Linked DNA regions of Zea mays: region 1 is linked to region 2. Evidence: chromatin contacts called from public Hi-C data. All regions are on one chromosome and are shown on one strand. Each heading gives the region's core, a stretch centred on a gene start, on an enhancer-like site or on the middle of the called end of the contact. The rest is flanking DNA. Distances are from core to core; before and after follow the strand shown. Region 1 holds the start of LOC103630388 (O-fucosyltransferase family protein). Region 2 holds the start of LOC100384613.

Region 1 (6,867 bases), core at 1,912-4,411, 150 kb after region 2:
TCGGTTATCCTCTAAGCTGCTGCAACTGCAATGCAATCCAGTAGAGCAAACAAGTTGTTGACTCGTACCCTGGACCAGGAGGTGGGCGCTCTCACGTACGGTTTCACCCTTCTGTAATGTGGTGGGAGGGAATCCACGATCACAATGTCTTCCTTCAACGACTCCTTGAAGTGATCGACGTCGAATATATCTTTGAAATCGCTACATACCAAAAAAAAACACTAGTCGTCAGTCTGCTCGCAGTTTCTTCTTCAGGCTGGTTCAGCACAGCTAGATATAGAGTCACTGACCTTGGGTCAGTCCAGAATGACTGATGATCCAGAGTAGGGATCACCAGCGATGCGTTCATGATCTTCGCCACTGCAACCATATCACTTATCTGTAAGAATAGTTGCCAAGGAATTAATGACAGTTAGCTGAAAGACGTTGCCACGACACTAGCACAAGTGTATACGTACTCCCATTCTCATCTGGTTTAGGCCACCGTTTGCATCAACGACCAGGTAACCGACAGATGCATTGTTTTTCCCTGAAGCAAGCGTGTCCTGATTAAGAAAATGCAGCTGAATCTGAACATGAAAGGAAGCAAATCAAACGATGAGCGGGGGTAAATTACTGCGGTGATTCTTCGGCCGTTCAATGCACTGGCTGTAACCCTCACTGTCTGGTTTCATCCATATCCCAGGTATCTGTCCGTGTTTGGAAGGGAACTTCAGTAAAAATCAGTCAACCACATCTAGTCTAGCTCTTGTAACATAAAGTGAAGTCAAGCTTCGCATGGCATGGAATCTGAACGAAAATGTCTTGCTTTTTATGAATCGTGCATATAAATATTTGGCTGAATATGGACACCAGATTGCTTTACTGGCGGACTCTGCGTCTCTGCCAGGGTACCCAAACTTTCCTGAACTGAAGCTTGTTGTCCCTACTACCAAATTAAAGTCACCACTTTCACGAGATGAGTCTTGAAAACAGCAAAGCCACACCTTCGGGCCTCATTGGACCTTAATCCATCTTTCCAAGGTGAACTTTATGTATACTATTGCAAATTCTGATTTTTCCAATATTATTAGAAAGCTTGTTTTTTAAGGACGCCATGATACTGGTTTAACATGGTAAAGCAGCAAATTCCAAAAAAAAACTTTTTGTGAAAGGTTAAGAATCATTCTTTTATTAAAATAATAAATTAAATGGTGTTGGCTAACATATTAGTTACTTATTCGTTCAATCCTTTGTTTTCTTACTTGAAAGTTTGACAATTAGGGAGTGTTTGGTATTCGTGACTAAAGACCGTGTCACATAGATTGTTTGAATGTCAAATACGGGTATTAAATATAATTTAATTATAAAAGTAATTACATAGAAGAGGACTAAACGACGAGCAGATTTATTAAGACTAATTATTCCATGTTTCGTGGTTGGATCATGGGTTAATTAGACTCAATAAATTCGTCTCGTCGTTAGTCTTTATTTGTATAAATAGTTTTACAATTAGATTATATTCAATACTTGTAATTGATATATTCAAATATTCAATGTCACATGAACTTTAGTCAAGGAAATCAAACACCCCCAACGTCGATGACACCAACCGAATGCGCTCTGAACATTTCTTTTTCAGGTACAACTGGACCTCAATAGCTAAAAATGACCAGATGTGAAGAAATATAGTGATGTATCTCGCATGTGAATGCAGTGAGATACATCAAAGAACATGGAAACCATTTTCACGAAAACACAAAAGCAGATATAAACAGCTGCCTTGCACCTAGACTCTGGAACTCGCGTCATGTATTGTGTTCTTTTGGTTCCAGTGACTCACGCTAGCAACAAATACTGGTGGAATCGTTGTCCTTATCGCCAATCATTTCTCCCCATATAAATATCCCATTCCGCGACGAGCGGTGATCCAAAAGCTCCACTCTTTTTCAGAGAATGGAAGAAACTTCTCCCCTTTTTTCCATTTCTCTCAAGGTGTCAATCAGTTCAGCTTTGTGTTTAGAATCTACCATGTTCACATCTCTTGCAAAAAAAAAACGGCACCTCGTTTTTTGTAATTACCAATTTTTATAGGCAATTTCGACTTGGGGTGCCTGAATCTGATTTCGACTTGCGACTACTTATGAATTGTGAACATCCCAAATTGGGAACAATGAAACTACAAATCAAATGACTCCGTCAGAAATTTGATCATTTTCGGTGCCCAAATGGAGCATTTTGCATCAATTAATGTCCAGTTTTCAAATTTCAAGTGCGTGCATAGTAAGTTGACATGACATGATGATCGCTGAAATAAAAAGAGTCGGAGGCGAGCTGGCGATCAACGGCGCGGGAGGTGCGCACGTACTCACCGGCGGTTCAGGCGAGCGGCGCGCAAGGGCCGTCAAATTCTCCTCCGTCCACTCCATGACGTCGGCGTCGGCCACCTCCACCCTGAGCCTCCCGCCGTCGTCGGTGCCAGCGCCGCCCGCGCTCGTGGCCGTGCGCCCGCCGCCCCGGTGCGATCCCAGGAACCCAATGACGGCGACGAGGCCGAGGAGGCAGAGCACGATGCCCCTCATCCAGGCCGTCCGGGGTGGCGCGCCTGCCACGGCCCACGCTCGCTTCCTCCGCGCCAACTGCAGCGCCCTCCCGCTGCAGGGCGTGGCGGCGGCGGCGTGCCCGTGGAGGTCGCACTCGGCGTCGTCGTGCGCACAGGCGTGTAGGAAGTGGTGATCGGCGCCGCCGCCGCAGCCGCAGCAGGAGTCGTCGTCGCGCTCGATGTCGTTGGGCTGGCGCCTGCGGTGAGGGCCGGGGCTGGTGGACGAGGACGAGCAACTGGTTGCCGTGGACGTCGTCGCGGCCGCGGCCATGGAACGAACCGTGTGCGTGTGCGTGCGCGCGCCCGTCGCTAGGCGCGTCAGGCTAAGAATAGGAACCCCACGGGAGACTAGAGGAAGGTAAGGTTAGCGAGTGAAGGGGAGAAAAGGCCGGGAGATAGCAACTGAAATTTGGTCCGCGATCGCACTGCCCTGCCCGCTCGGTAGTCTGCCCTTGGCAACCGCCGCGCCAGATCGCCTATCTCTGCGGCCTGTGCCTGCACTCCGAACTGCGGCCGAGGCGACGCTGTGCGATTGCGTCGGGTCGTAGCTGGAAAGGCCTAGCCGAGCTGGCTAACCAAGCTCGAGCTCGGCTCAACTCACCTTGCACACTTGACGAGCTAGAGAAGGAGATTTGATTTCGTCGGCTCGTGAGGTACTCTAATAAATATTATTATATTATATAGTAAATTAACAGCATCTAAATGTATATTATAGAATCATCGATATTATGAATGATATAAATAGTAATTTGTTATGTACTCCCTCCGTTTCTTTTTATAAGTCGCTGGATAGTGCAATTTTGCACTATCCAGCGACTTATAAAAAGAAACGGAGGGAGTATCTATTATCGAATGCTAAGTAACGAGCCGGCTATCTAAATGATCCAATATCTATAGATTAATTAATTTGGCACGACTTATGAGCTAAAACGAACGTTTTGAGTCGTTGGGTGATTTGAGCCTTGGAGTGTCACGAGATCTGGTGAGCCCCTTGTCCCATAATAGCTCTTTACGAAACTTTGTAATTATTAATTTGAGATATACTAATGTTAAATTACCTAGTGTCAAGCACCTTCTCTAGACAGGGCTAGGAGAGGCCCATGGGATGTAGGATCTCGAGAGCGGTGATCCAGATAGATGGATCCTGCGGTAGCTTTCTATATCAGGATTCTTGAATGCGTCTTGACGGCCATCGGCAAGCTTTCCTGGACACTGACAAGGTCAAGGACCCAACATGTTAGAGCCAAGTGAGAGTTGTCTCAAACGATGCCGCCTCTATCTCTAAGGTTGCATGTTGTCACTATTTGTGTCCCTACGCATGCGGAGCTAGCATACTAGCATCACGTCGTTTCATCGCCGCACACGTGAATACTATGAAGACTCTGTTGTTGCTGCTATGGTATTGATCGACGATAAACTTTAGGAGCATGAATGAGTGTGATTCTGATGCTGGTATGCGAGGATGTAGGACTATTTGTCTATATTGTCACCATGTTATTCCCCTATATTGTATATCTAATGATAATGATTGATAATCATGTACTCATAAATTATAAAAACATGATAGATATGCTAATGCGTGGCGTATCTATTTTGTAACATAAATCATGGAAGTAGCCATATACAAGTACAACACATATGTCCACTAGTATATAGAAGCTTTATAGAGGCTGTTTTGAACCTATTTGTATTGGCGGTTTTTAGAACCGCCGGTGCTACGATCAATAGAAATAATTTTTTTATAGGTGGATAATTGAGAACCGCTAGTGGTAATCTTTTTCAGGGAATATAAAATTGGTTTTAAAATTGTAAAAAAAATATTTTGACTAGAGAGGCCTCGCTCGCTCGTCTCCGCAGCATTTGTACAACTTTTATTTTGATACTTTTTTTCATCTAAGGCCGTGTACAAAATTTGAATTTTAAATTTAACAAATTTAGATGTAAATTTTGAGACTTGTAGAGGTCTACAACTTTTAATGTGGTGGGTTTTTTTCATACGAGGTCGTTTGAAAACTAAAAAAGGTTAACGATAAAATGATTTCTAGTGGCGATTTCTTAAAAAAACGTCTGCAAAAATATGATTTCTACATATGGTTTTTATAAGGAACCGTCTGTATAGATAGCACTGGCGCTTGATAACTAAATTCACATGTAAAAATTAGACCTTACAGTAGACTTAGAGCTTTTTTAGGGTGTGTGTCTAGTTGCGTGACAGCTTAGATAACAACCACGTACTCTGGTGTCTCCTTCTCGATCGTCCAATTCAGACTGTCCAAACTCTGATCGTGAACCAAACAATCTTCTCTTAGGGATGGTTCCGTTCCGTGTCTGGAGTCTCGACTCATCATCGTTGTAACCTTGGATGGTGGTGCTGAATCTAGGGGGTGTTATAGAGGAAAGGAGGTGATTTATCTCCTCCAGCAACGACAGACGGCATGCCTACGTACCGCCTCCTAGGTGCAGATCCTGATCCTGGTCAAATGGATGTTTGGATTCCGGCAAGTTGTGTATCTAAGATTCAAAACATTTAGGGCATGTTCGGTTATTTTCAATCCATATGGATTTGAGAGATTGATATGGATTGGGGAGATTTTGACTTACTAGGGATTCAAACCCCTCAATTCATATGGATTAGAGTAGAACCGAACAAACCCTTATGAAGATTATATAAAATAGTAAAATTTTTTGACCCGGAATCATTTCCGGAGGAACCGAACAAGCCCTTATGGGTTCCAAATCCAAGCCTTATTCATATTCAAACAAATCTAGTCCAAAGCTATCCACAGTAGTCCAATTACGTACGTACACTTTGGACAATCCAAGTCCACTTCCATCTTTACCTGTATCCATTTATGCTGGTGGTGTGAATTAGTACGCTGTCTCTCTCTCGGTCGCTTTCGCTGTCCCGATCGATCAGTTGGGAAGTTAGTTGTTACCAAGGGTGGGGGATGCTTGTGCTTCACCCGAGATCTGATCTGCCCCGACCGGGCGCAAACAGAAAAGAGGTTAGGCGCAGCACGTGGTTTCGGAAACACACAAGTAGGCAAGCAGAGGCATGGGCCGGTTGGCAAGTTAGTATGGCCAGGTTCAATTGTTCTTCAGTGCACGAGCTTCAATTAATCGGGCGTGGACACGTACGATAAGCCACGGGCCACGCACTTAGGTGCTGTTTGGTTCACATGTTTATAATGTAATAGGTAACAAATAACGTTAAATCATGTTTGTTTAATTCCAACCATAATCGGATATCACGTTAGAAATTAATACCAACCTATTCAAACTTGTTACCACTGATAATCGAATGTAAACCGTTACCGTTACCATTTACGTTACATTTTGGGAAACAAACGGCACCTTGATTCGTCAACCCAGCCAGCTAGTGGTACTACGTACCGGCCGGAGACTTCTTTTTTGGCACCTCTTGGTCACGAGGGAAAAGAACAACGACGCGAGCTGCTGAAGCTAGTTAGGTTCGATCGTGTCGTGCCAACGGACCACGGCGGTGGAACTAGCTAGCACGAGCGCGTACGTGCTTTCCGTTGCTAGCTCTAGCTCCTGATGGGCGGAAGCGGAAGTGGTCCTTTTCCTCCTCGGCGATTAGCATGTGAAAGTGGATGGACGCCTCGATTTTAAACGGAAGTGGAGACAGATAGATACTAACTAGCAGTAACCCGTGGATAGGGGATGGATACATGCCGGTTGTCCCATACTTCATCATTCATGTGAGAGACTACTATATGATTCGCTTCGCATTAAAGTCGACTGTTTAGACTGCTAAAATTATAATATATCGAGATAAAAATATTATAGAAATAGTAAAAATCAGTACAAATTAAAGACAAGCAAACCATTTGAGCCTGAGTTCTACGCGCCGAGACATGGAAATCGTACGCTGCTGACCCGTCGCCGGTGGCAGTATCCGGCATACTCACTGGTTTGCCTCTCCGCTGGCAGTCTCTGGTATCCTCGCCGTCACGGCGCCGCCATCGTTTGTTGTCCCGTCTGATCCAGCTCCAGCCCATCGACATGAATTTCGCCAGCTTAATTAATTAATTTCTGATCGACACGTTGCCACGGCCCACGGGATGTCGCCAGGCAGCGACACGTGATTTGAGCGTGTAGGTTTTGGCCCGCTACCGAGCGTTCACCGACAGAAGAACCAAAGGACACTGTAGGACAGACTAGGAACGTTGCTATCAGAGCAAAGCGACGTTGGATCACGGCCGGGTTTAATGGCCAGTTTAACTTCTGATCGGTAACCAATGGAATGGAGCTGACATGACATA
Region 2 (7,297 bases), core at 473-2,972:
AATACAGGAACAAATAACTTAAGAGCTGCCTCCAGAAATTCCAATCCAAATCCCCTAAAAAAACAGCAAGGACTACAACAAGACTCAAATCTAGATTACCTAAACATCCAACGCAGCAAGCAATAATAATCTACGGCCACGAGTTTCACAATTGACGGTGAGCGGTGGCAGCCCAATTCAAATACAGATCGAACAAAATGAAACTCCGCAGTGCAATCGGGACCACGAACAACGTAGTGATGGTCAGAAACCAAGATCTGATTTTTCGTCCGAATAACTATAAGTAGCTGGGGAAAGGTCAACAGGAAAATCGAGATCAGACAATCTTGGGAACAAATCTAATTGCAATATTGCAACCTAGATGGAGAGAAATTAGGAACAGTTCAATGCTGAATCAAACTGCAGCAATAACTTAAACCCAGAATTATAATTTGGAAGAAGAAGAAGAAAAGGAAAAAAAAGAAAACAAGATCGATCTGAACTTCAATGGACTAATCCAGATTCGCAATACGACTAAATTAGAGTAAATCCTCCAAACACGGACCTGAGCGAAACCCTAGAGCAACTAAAACCCAAAATTGACGGCTAGAAAGGCAATTCGCATTGCAGCAAAACAAGATCTGGGATTAAAAATCGGGAATTGCAAGGTGGAAGCAGCGAATTGCCAGCCAATGCCATCCTCCGAGGCCAACTGCCATCTTCAGCTCAATACAAATTCCATAAAAGGACAGCAAGGACTACAGCCAGACTCAAATCTAGATACCTAAAATATCCAACGCACCAAAGCAATAATGGTCCACTGCGACCAGTTTCACAATTGATGCTGACAGCCCAATTCAAATACAGATCAAACAAAACAAAACTATGCAGTGCTACCAGGACCACGAACAATGCAGTGACAGTGAGGAACAAAGATCTGAGTTTTCGTCTGAATAACTGCAAGTAGCTGGGGAAAGTTTCAACAGCAAAATTGAGATTAGATAATCTTGGGAATACATTTAATGGCGATATTGCAATCTAGATGGAGAGAAATTAGGAATGATCCAATGCTGTATCAAACTGCAAGGTACAACACTGCAGCAATAATTTAAACCTAGAAGTAGAAAAAGAAAAGGTAAAGAAAACGGATCGATCTGAACTCCAATAAACTAATCCAGATTGGCAATCCGGGCTAAATTAGGGTAAATCCTCCAAACACGGACCTGATCGAAGCTCTAGGTCAACTAAAACCCAAAATTAGCAACCAGAAAAGCAATTCACATTGCAGCAAAACAAGATCTGGGATAAAAAAAAATCAGCAATTGCAAGGTGGAAGGAAGCAGATAATTACCAGCCAATGCCATCCTCCGAGACCGACGGCCTTCTTCACGACTCCGTGCAAGCCCACGAGCACCGACTTGGTGCGGTTGTTGCCGGTGACCACCACCTTGGTGTGCCGCGGCAGCACGGACATCTCATCCTCGCCCCAGCCTGCCGGCACTCGGTTGACAGCCGCAATCATCTCGCCAACGGATCAGCGCCCTACCTGCCGCGAATCCTCTCCCAATTGCCGCCCAATTCAGGCGGTGGTTTGCTATGAGGATAGAGCAGGGTGTTGGGGGCAGGTCCGGGTGAAACGGTTTGGTGTGGTGGACGCGGTAGGGGTCGGGGGGTAATTGAGCGCGCACTGGTCTGTCTGAAGCAGAGGGAGTGGCGGAGTGCTGCGGATGCGTGTGACTGCGTGACTTTCTTGCTTTTCGTGTTTACTGTGCTGCTGGCCTGCTGCTAGTACCCTACACCGCCTGCCTGCTATGGATCCTCTGGTGCGCAGACGCCAGCCACTGAGAGCGTGACGCGTGGCTTCTAAGGGTTTCTAAATAAATAATTTTTAAAATTATCTTACGTATTTTTTAAAACTTTAATCTACCTGATGATCTGTTTGGTTCAGCTAAATTTTGAAAAATATAATTCTAGCTACGAGAAAATAGTTGCAAGCTGATATTTTTGTGTAAAAGCTAAAACATATTTACTTAAACCAGCAATCAACTATAGATTATGTTCGAGTATGATAGTAATTTTGTGTACAGATGACATTTTTTCTAAAAAATATGAGGTACATAGTAATTCTGAAATTGAACATGTTTGGTTGTCAACATTTGTCATTTAGGCACAAGACATGGAAGGACTATGGATCCAAGATATGTCTAACATAGAAAGGCCACACGATAATAACTAGTATATAATTCTAGTGGTAGAGCTTAGTGAGAAAGTTTACTAATATCCTAAATGTCATTATTTGTTAGGAGTGTTACATAATTTCATAGGACTTTAAATGACGACCATACTCATGCATCAATGATGTTCGTAATGCAATTTATATACTCATTTCTAAATTATAATATGTTTTATTTTTCCTAGATACATTTTTATGATATCTAGATAAAGTGCCTAAGTACATAAAACTACACATTTAGAAAATCTAAAAAGTCTTATAATTTGAAATGGAGATGAGTTGAAAGCATATTAGCTCCTAAATCCATGTGCACTACAAAATACTCTAATTATTGATCTCCATAGTCATCGGAATCTGAGAATGCATAGATCTCCATCATCCTACTAAATGGTTTGTCCATTAAATTTAAAAACATCAAAAACTCACGCTAATGCTATAAAATTGCGGTAGGCATTGCTCCTGTAGTTGCCAACAATGATTAACTCAACGTTTGCAACCACACCAGATCTATGGATGCAAAAATCAGTATCCAAAAACTAAAGGTTGATCTACATGTACTTCTGCAAGACGGTATGGACTGTAGCTCTTGTGCAAATCAAAATCAACAAACTTTGTACACATGTCTATGTTAGAATGGGGAAGAATCTTCATGCTAAAATGGTTAAGCTTCCTTCACTCTTGGTTATGCTTATACATAACATTTAGAAATAGTTGTTGCAAACAAGAACCAATAATCCTAGAGCGTCGAGTAAACCTCACACATTTTTTTTCTTGTGAGTTGTGACATACTGTCTGCGTTTGTCACCTTGGAAAAGAAACATTGCACATGACAAAGAATTAGGTCTTATCGTGATAGCATCATTGCAATAGCCTATGCCAACAAAATGACATTTTTAAATTCAAGTTATTGCATAAAAACATTTGTTGTGATGCATATAGCATTTGATATTTGATTAATAAATTATTGTAGCAAAATAAAAGTTGTTGCACCATACACATATATATATTAAATCAGTCCATTAATAATTATAAACATTATTTAAGATAGTTTGTGCAATCATAATTGCAGTGTGTTGCATGTACTACAAGAATTTCATATAAAATTATGTAGCTAATATTGTAATTTCTAGCAACTGTTGCTTTCCAGCCACTACTCCTCACATCGTCACTATCAATTGAGGGCATGTGATTTTCTCAATCCCATCCAAACCCACTTTGAGAAAGTATCTTGCTAATAAATTCAAAATGTTTGTCAACGGTTTTACATCTTGAAGTGACGTTCTACTTTGTGATATCTACTTTGAGAAAGTATCTTGCTAATACTGCATTCGTAGTTACAGAACAGGCTAAAAACGAAACGTTTGGCGGTCAGAATTCGCTTCTGACCGCTAGAATTGGCTAAGAAGCCAAAATAAACATGTCCATCCTATCACACAAATTACCCGAAGAGCCTATCATGTATTCATGTAAAAAACCATCTGCCTACATACAAAATGCCTCCATCTTTCCATCACACAAATGGTAGACGCTAGCCATTAACTAAGCCTTGTTTGATAAGCGGTGAACATTTCATTAGCTAGTTGGTCCCTAAAATTGTTCCACTCAGTGGTAACCTAGACATTTCTAATTAAATTAGTAGCATCTAGGATATCAACTGGCGCTACAGCTATCTTAGTATCCACTTCATGCAGTAAATATCACACATCTCGCGTTGTCTATCTCTTGCAAAGTTGTGCAACACACAACAAGCAATGATAATCCATCTGATTGGTTGAGTGGGATAGCTTGGCGTGCCACAATGGAGCTAGGTCTGCCAGAAACGGAACACCCCCTTCGTACCCACACATGCAACGAGGTGGTGTATTTTTTGCGTGTCCTGCAACTGCGAATGCGGTATTGGTTTCGACGCATTGGTGTATCTAGAGGGTGGATAGGGTGGGCTCTGACCCACGCTCTGATTTTGATCCTACTAAATTATATATATGATTTTGATTTATTTATTTTTTATTCTCATACATTGTAGAATTTAAAATACAAACTCATTTATTTATTGGTTTTTATAAAATTGGGTCACCCTAACTTTAAATCCTAGATTCACCACTTTTTCGACATATGCAAAGAACCAAACAACGTCTGACGCTTGGTCACGCGTGGGGAGAGTTCGCATGGGCACGCCCATGCAACCAATCGGATGGAATGTGAATCTACCAAAAAAATGCAAGCTGGTGACAAAGCAAGCAAATAATGCTGCATTCAACTATAATAGGACACATATTATAGAAGGCAGTACCTAGTGCTCTATTTTAAAAATATTGGTTACAAAATATACCTCATTTTTCTCCATAAACCAAAGGTTCTCTCTACCATATTTGTAGCTCGAGGATATCACAAGTTATACAATTATTTTAGAGTTTTGGGTTGTTATTAACATACAACCCACTCTTTCAGGTGATAGCTAGTCGGTCTATATGAAGACAGAAAACCAAGACCATTAATGTAACCAACATCAACTAAGTAATACTCCCTCCATCCTAAATTAAAATTCGTTTTACCTTTTGACTAGATTCATACAATAATTAATATATATGCTCCATATATATATGTCTAGGTTCATAATCATCAATATGAATATAGATATAAAAATCTAGAACGAAAATGTCTACTATTTTGGAACTGATGGAATATTTTTCTATCATGGAGGAAGAGAGTTAGCTAAAAATAAACAAGTAAATTATGCTCTAGCAAACAGCCAAGATGGAGTCATACCCTTGGCTACAACAAAAGCATCCTGGCAAGACCTGGCATCATGTAAAACCCTTGAATCAGAAGTTGAACCTTCCCATCTAGATAGAATATACAAAAAAAATTATGTTTCAGTCAAAAGCACCTAGCATGTTAGTCGTGATTTGTCGCTTCCTATTCCCGTACCTTCCTTAAGCAGCAACATCAACACATACATCAATGTGGCACCCATCTAATGCTCCAAGTGTATGCTGAAACCACTTCCACTTATAATCTTTAGGCCCTGTTCGTTTTTATCAAACCCATGAGGATTGAGAGGGATTGAATCCCCTACAAGCCAAAATCTCCCTCAATCCACTCCAATCCCCCTCAATCCCCATGGATTAGGGATGAAACGAACAAAGCCTTAGGGGGTTGGACTGAAGGATCGGGAAGTTTGATTCTCTCTAGATAATGAGATAATGGCAGATAAGACATCAGAAAATAGCCTACTAATTGTTTCAAGAGACCGCTTATATGTCCCACAAAGCACTCTCATTTTTGTACCATGACCAAGAACAAGGAATAACATAGCAATATTTTCTTCAACATAAAAAAACACACTTCCACAAAGCCCACACATTTCACGCAACATGTTGCACAAGTTATGGAAGTTTTCCTCTTAGTTAAAGGCAGCTCATCGTAGCACGTAACTTCAGAATCCTCATATAAGTTTTTAAGCAAATACTTTCTAAATGTTGACATGTGCTCCTCATCACTAAATGCACCTAGATCCTTTGACCTCTTCTCCTTATGGACATAATCTACCACCACAACTAACATTGCAAGATACAGCTCTGTAAGTAATAACCTTCGCTTTTTTCTCGTTTTATTTTCTGCACTTATGCATGAGACCAAATCTAATGGTCGTTCCGACATGGACGAGCTACACAGAATTTTTAAAAGAACATACACTGGAATAAATCAGTGCTGACAATAAACAGTGATAACTATTCTTGTATGCAACAAACACTATAAAATTAAAGTAATAGTATCTATCATTAAAAAAATAAAAGACCAATGCTGAAAGAAAACAAGGGTACTTATCTTCAGTTACGCCTGGCTTCAGCCTTCAGGCATACTATTGTTGTATTAAAAATAATCTAGAGCACATTATACAGCCAGAAAGAGAACACGTTAGCCAAAATTAGATATGTTAATTTTACGATTGGTTACTGCAGAATGCTACTCCCCCTATGATTCACCTACAGAATCAGAGAAGGGACCAGGAAGTTTGACCTTTGCTCATGTTCTGCGGTTGATAAAAATGGGAAGAACCATCATGGGAGGGAGAAAAGGGAAAACCACGAGGACTAGTTTAATTAGGAGGAGGGCCTAAACCCATGGACTCCCCAAATAACTAAATATCTTATTCAAATGTCACTCCAAGGGATTGTTTACTTTAGAAAATGAGGAGATCCCAAGGAGATTTAGGGCTGGTTTGGTGACCAGAGAATTGGAGGGGATCCATGTGGGAGGAGTCTCCTTGATATTCAAAATTAAATATTCTCTCTGTTCTAAAATAGTAGTCGTTTTAGCTCTAGATTTTTATGTTCACATTTATATAGATGGTTATGAACCTGGACATATATATAGAACACATACATTAATTATTTTATGAATTTAGTAAAAAGGTCAAACAAATTTTAATTTGGAACGGAGGGAGTAGTAAGAAGATTCCTACTCTATGGATCCCCTCTAATTATCTGGTTACCAAATCATCCCTTATGTTTCTAAACTAGCTCTGAGAGGAAGAGATGAGGGGAGTAGCCATGGGAGAGAGATAGTGAGTGGGAATATGGTATGTGCTTGTCGTAGAGGAGAATGCCATGGGAGAGGAGGGAACACAACGAGGGAAGGAGTGGACATATTGCATAGGAGGGGAGCCAGAGAAGAGAGGTAGGGAGGGAGAGGGCGCAACCAGTGGTGAACATAAGACGAGAATTTATGGGCTTGGGGACAAAAAAACACGTGACAAAATCAAGCAAGATCAAAAAACTAGTTGCACAGAATCCAAGTTTTAATATTAGTACACGATACAAGTTAAAAGAAAAAAATATATAAACAAAAGAATCAAACACGTTGCTAACTTCTTGCTGACCGAATCGAAGCCGTACTCACATGTCGAATGTTTATCCGACTGTCGAGGATGGGTCACATTGTCGTGACGAGTGAGATCGGGTTTGCCAAACGTATCGGCGTCGTGACGATGACAAGTGGGGTGAAGGTGTAAGGAGTGTTTGGGATTGGACGGCGTCGAGCGTCGGGAAGGAAGCAGTGGCGGGCAGCATCGGGGCGGACTGG

What was found. A called contact is a pair of places that touch in the nucleus more often than the background predicts.
Region 1: a Hi-C map of leaf shows a contact between it and region 2, with 4 times the contacts expected there. The contact joins the promoter of LOC103630388 here to the promoter of LOC100384613 in region 2. A contact is called at or near these places in 3 of 25 Hi-C or Micro-C datasets (bundle sheath, ear and leaf).

Annotation. Positions count from the first base shown.
Region 1 is chr6:159,686,665-159,693,531 of Zm-B73-REFERENCE-NAM-5.0, forward strand. LOC103630388 (O-fucosyltransferase family protein) reads right to left here and starts at 3,162. Exons shown (of 8, transcript XM_008651442.3): 1 at 2,352-3,162; 2 at 617-710; 3 at 459-529; 4 at 291-379; 5 at 69-201. The coding sequence starts at 2,852.
Region 2 is chr6:159,533,324-159,540,620 of Zm-B73-REFERENCE-NAM-5.0, forward strand. LOC100384613 reads right to left here and starts at 1,723. Exons shown (of 6, transcript NM_001177112.1): 1 at 1,331-1,723. The coding sequence starts at 1,501.